Regions from separate parts of the Hordeum vulgare genome. Here region 2 is linked to region 1. Evidence: chromatin contacts called from public Hi-C data. All regions are on one chromosome and are shown on one strand. The core of a region is the stretch at or near the end of the contact, and the rest is flanking DNA. Distances in the headings are between cores, read along the strand shown.

Region 1 (2,815 bases), core at 206-2,705:
GGACTAGCATCTCAAACTGCTCTGAACCTGACTGACCAGACCCAAAACCTTTGGCTATCAAGGCAGGGGAACCGCCAGCCTCAGCCTGGAATATATGCATTGGATGGAGCCTTAGAGATGAACTTCTACAGATATAAGTTCAGCGAACGTGAACTACTTCAAACCCATGAGAAAGTTGATATATTTAGCATACCTCAGCTATAACACTCTTAATAAGCTGCTCGGCCTTGTCAATACTCTCGACAGTTCCAACCAATTCAACTGGACGAGTCATGGCATCTGAAGAAACATCTGCATCCTTTGTGATTTGGATCTTTGCGCCTGAGCTCATTTGCAGGTTTCTGATTGTTTCACCAGCTTTTCCTATTAGAACACCGACCTGCACGAATTTCCACCATCAGCATAAGCAAATTACGTGTGTAAATCAATACTCCATCCGTTCCTAAATATAAGTCTTTTAAGAGATTTGACTAGTGGTCTACATACGAAGCAAAATGAATGAATCTATATTTTAAAATATGTCTATATACATCCGTATGTAGTCCACTAGTGGAATCTTTAGAAAGACTTATATTTAGGTACAGAGGGAGTAGTAGACACGGATGTTATTCTGTATTTGATGCTTTCTATGTTTCCTCTTGTGTTTCCCACAGAATACTGGCTACCAAATTTTGATATGAAGCAGAACCCGACAACAAAAAACAGATTTCATCTATGACACTGTTATACCTTGGTATTGGGCACATCAATTAGGCGGGTAGTCTCCTGCAGGGCACCGGTTGCATCACCTTCTTGCTGTTGTGGCGGTGCTTCAGTTGCGGCCTCCTGTGGCTTGACCTCAGAACTTGTCTGCAGATCGCCGGCAGGAGCAACCTCAGCATTCTGGGCATCTGCCGCACCCTCGGTAACCACAGAGACGGGCTCCTCGGGCTTCTCGAAGGACTCGCTGTTTTGCACGGCATCTGATCCCAACAGAGATAACGAACGGATCAGACGGATTACGATTCCAAGCTTAAGACGAAACCGACCATCTCCGAAACGAGAGGGTCATCGCCGAGACGAGACACTGAACCCTAGGTACAACGCGCACGTGGATAGAGAGGGGTGGGGTGCGAGAGAGATTAACCTGCGCCGTTGCCTTCCACGCGCGGCCGCTTGGCGTCCTCCCCGGCGCCGTTCGCCTCCGCGCCCGCGTCGACCTCATCGAGCTTCCTCTTGTGGTCGCCATCGGCCTCGGCAGACTCTGGTGGCGTGGGGGCGGCTGCCGCAGGGTCAGATGCGGCGTCTTCCTCCACGGCGTCGACGAGGTCTACGACTGGAATCTTCACCTCGGGCGCTGCCTCTGGCGGCGGCGCCGATGCGTCTGAGTCCGCCATGGGGATTAGGGTTTGAGGGTTTTCGCCTCCGGTTTTCGTACGGGGGTGTGGAGGCGCCTGTGGGGATATGCGAGAGAGGAGCCCGTGTCCCGGCCTGTCTTGGTTATATAAAAGCGTGGTCGGAGGCGTATTTTTATTTTTACTTCTAAAGCTCAAGATCTTACGTGCGTCATGGAGAGACACGTATTTGAGTTAGTTCACAGGTAGTGAATAATACTCCCTCCGTTTTTAAATATAAGTATTTTTGAGAATTTTTACTTCTAAAGCTCGAGATCTTACATGCGCCACTGAAAGACACGTATTTGAGTTAGGCCCTGTTTGAAACCACCCAGATTATATAATCCAGTTTTTATAATCTATTCTGTCTCCAAATAGAACAGATTATGATGTAGATTATAAAAACTAGATGGATAGATTATTAAAAACTCATAATCTATTCTACACCAGCTAAAATCAGATTATGGATTGCTAATGACCCATTACCCTTGTAAAGTTGGAGATAATTGCATTCCTACCACCACCATCCTTCTCTTTTAAAAAAACAGAGGGCAGACAGGTCATTATGCAATGTAAGACCTGAATTACAATTTATATAATCTGGACTTCAAACATGTCCACCTAGATTATTTTTATAAACCAGATTATATAATCTATCTTCATAATTCAGATTATCATGATCTATTATGGTTCCAAACAGGGCCTTAGTTCACATGTAGTGAATAATACTTTATCCGTTCTTAAATATAAGCATTTCTAGAGAATTCATTAAGAAACTACATATGAATGCATGTAAACATGTTTTAGACGGTAAATTTATTCATTTTACTTTATACGAGGTTCACTGGTAAAATCTCTAAAAACTTATATTTAGGAACAGAGGGAGTACGTGATTGTAAAGGATTCCACAAGCACACTATAAATAATTTTTACTTCTAAAGCTCAAGATCTTATGTGTGCCATGGAGAGACGCGTATTTGAGTTAGTTCGCGTGCAGTAAATAATACTTCCTCCATTCCCAAATATAATATTTTCTAAAGATTTTAATATGCACTACATATAGATGTATATAGACCTATTTTTTTTATCTTTTCTTAGCTTAAAAACTTATTTTAAAATAAAGGGAGTAGTTTATAATGAAATCTTTAAAATATCGTATATTTAGGACGGAGGTGTACGTGATTGTAATTGAAAAAACAAAGCATTTTTTGTCTTTCCTTTTGTACTTATATGTTTTTCGCTCTTATTATGATGGTTCAGCATTGTTCTAAAGCGTCATATACGCAAAGATACGAATTTGGGTGTGTTTGATAACATGGTTTTTTGGAGAACGGACTTTGAAGGCCGAGCATCGTGGAGCTTGAAAAAAAATTAAAATCAAATTTCAAATATTTAGTTTCAAAAAAATCTAAAATGAATGCAAGTAAAGAAGGATGTTACGT
Region 2 (2,863 bases), core at 62-2,561, 250 kb after region 1:
AGGGATGGGGAGGGAATGGTACAGGGGCGGGGGTGGGCCGGAGCTTGCGGACTTGTGAATCGGGTATGCAGCGAGGCTGCTGGCCGGATCTGAAGCACGATGCCATGGCACGTCCTCTACTTCAGCACCGACAGGGGGGTGTTGCTGCTCTGGCCAGCCACCACGGCTGCACACTCCAGGAGACCCCCACGGCCTGCTACGTAGCATAGGGCGACGACAACGACGGGTGACGGTTCAGCAAGAAGCCGACGAGAACAACCCTTCTACGAGTTGATACAAATTGGCTGCCGGTTTGTGCAGGCTGCTGCTACCACCTGCCAACGAGGAAGGAACCAAAGAACAGAAATTGGTTGCCGGCTTGTGCAGCAACGGAGTAGCCTGAAGACCCCTCCGACACTACCAGCAGTCTTTGTGTAATAAAAAGAGGGGAGGGAGAGATCGACGGAGGAAGGAGGAGGAATTAGTATAGCTATCCTTCCTATGGCACAACAATCTGGTTGGACGCCATCTCATATTAGTAAATCAGTATGCTATTGCTGCTATCAATATGCTTATCTAAAGATAGGGTTGTTCACCAAATTAGTTGACTAGGATTCATGTCCCCTGTTCCGAACTAGCACCCCAAGTAATTCTATTCTTAATTGATCCATTTTTATGTCATCATGAAACTTAATCTCTACCAAATGTAATTGCTTTACAACGAAGAATGTCAACTCATTTTGTCCCGTTGCAACGCACGGGCATTTTTGCTAGTTTAATTCATAGAGATAAGGGAAAGCAAATTAGCGGCCATGCATGCATCTTTTTCTACATGCATCATGCAAGTCCAATGAAAGGGAGGATGCTATATTTATTGCCTTGAAAATTGAATATGTGAGAAACGTTTCATTAGCTAGTTAGAACTAGTGTCATCCACTCACAGTTCACCTTGGTTGATGAGATTTCAGATTTGAGCCCTATAAACCGAAAAGGAGGAAGTATTTTATAAATGAAGTGTTAGAGGACTGTTTTGGCTCCGAAGAATAGCAACGCTTCGCCAATGACTTCTGAAGGTAAGATTTCGTGTTTGACTTTTTTTCACATGTCACAATGCTAAAGTTTTCCACATAAAAGTTTACGGAGGAATTTAAATGTAACCAAGAACACACAATTTTTTTTGAATTTTTTACATTTGGAAAAAGCATTTTTGACGCGCGGAGTCATGTGCTTATCGGAGGCGAATTTTGGATTTCCAAAGTGTTGGGTCCCTTCTTCTATTGTCAAAAACAAGGTGTTAAAAGAAAAAAGAAACGTAAACTGTGTAGACAGAACCATTGGTCCGCCGCTTCCGTGACACGAGCAGACGACCGGCGGTTGAGCTGGGCGTGTGAGTCAGACCGGGAGGAACCATCCGGATCCGTCCCGTCCCGTTCCTTCCTTCCTTCCGACCCACGGCGAGCGAGGAGACCCACCTCGCCGTCTCACTCCCGTCCCACCGCCGCCTCCTTCCCTCGCCGGCGCCCCCGAATTCGAACCGGCGCGCATGGCGAGGCCGGACGAGAGCTGGGCGCGGAGCACCTCCCCGGGGGACGACGCGTCCACGAGCCACGCGCCCCACCCGGAGGGCGCCTCGCCGGACTCGCTGCGGAACACGCCGTCCAACATCGCCAGGCTCGAGGACGCGATCGAGCACTGCGCCGCCCGCCGCAAGTACCTCGCTCGCACCAAGAGCCCCTCCGACGGCGAGGACGTCCGCTGGTACTTCTGCAAGCTCCCCCTCGGGGACAGAGGTGTGCCTCCCTCCCTCCCTCCCCCCTCCCCTCCTGCTTACTCCAAACGACCCAGTTTCATATACTAGAGGCCTGCTAATTAATCTGATGCGTCGTACTCACCATCGGTGCCCTGGTTCTCCGATCCCATGATCACCTGACGCTAATTGGGTTGTAGGTTTCATGTGAACCAGCATCTGATTGGACTCTTAACGAATGGCGTGATGTAATGCCAAAACACACGTTTGTGCGGTCCCCTAAATCTGCTACTTGGGCTCGTAATTTATGATCCATGCAGCGGCCATCAACAAGCTACTTTACAGTGTTTGTTAATAGTTCGTGTGAAGTGAACTGCTGAATTAACGATGTGTGAAGTTAAACCTGTTGCTGAACTGACCCTTGATGGTCTTGTGTGGTTGCCTGTTGATGCAGTGCTCTCTGCTTCAGTTCCACGGATGGAGATAGTTGGGAAAGGAGACTATTTCAGGTTCAGCATGAGGGACTGCTTGGCATTGGAGGCGTCTTTCTTAGAGGTAACTACTTTAATGCTGATTATTTACTTCTGAATGTTTATTCGCAAGATCACATAAGCTGTAGTGACTCCGCTATAGCTAGCTGCAATGCCGCAACTTTTGAAATACAGTTCACTTAGAAGCAATAACATTGGCAGCACAAGGGATTCCATTGTGTTATTCTAGGTTTGGGCTGTGCTAGTTTATTTTCTTTGACTTGGTTTATTTTCTAGTCTGTATCCCCTTTATAATGTAAGGGGGGCTATAATCTTCATATTTGTTATATCATCATTGTATTACTGGTTTGTAGAGAGAGGAATCGCTGCTGGGGTACTGGTGGAGGGAGTATGCAGAATGCAGTGAAGGGCCAACAGGTTCCTTGGTTAAAGCTGATATGTCAGACTCTGAATATTTGTATAAGGTGGAGGAGGAGAGGGTTGGCGTTCCTGTGAAAGGTGGACTCTATGAGGTTGGTATTTTTATCTAGTATATCCGTCACTACTCATACGCTACCAGGCTCTCTTCTTCATTTGCAAAAGACTTACGTATCTATCATCCATATTACATTCTACATAGTGTATGCAGTTATGACATTATTTTTTC

What was found. Hi-C and Micro-C count contacts between places; a contact is called where the count stands out from the background.
Region 2: a contact with region 1 is called in a Hi-C map of seedling, with 7 times the contacts expected there. The contact joins the promoter of LOC123407405 here to the promoter of LOC123411206 in region 1. A contact is called at or near these places in 5 of 6 Hi-C or Micro-C datasets (leaf, seedling and an unstated tissue) and 1 of 1 datasets of contacts at active chromatin or transcription factors (embryo).

The regions. Positions count from the first base shown.
Region 1 is chr7H:434,124,885-434,127,699 of MorexV3_pseudomolecules_assembly, forward strand. It overlaps LOC123411206 (far upstream element-binding protein 1-like), which reads right to left and starts at 1,456. Exons shown (of 7, transcript XM_045104150.1): 1 at 1,127-1,456; 2 at 730-962; 3 at 194-379; 4 at 1-85. The coding sequence starts at 1,376.
Region 2 is chr7H:434,373,732-434,376,594 of MorexV3_pseudomolecules_assembly, forward strand. It overlaps LOC123407405 (phospholipase SGR2), which reads left to right and starts at 1,312. Exons shown (of 23, transcript XR_006612595.1): 1 at 1,312-1,769; 2 at 2,181-2,281; 3 at 2,571-2,729.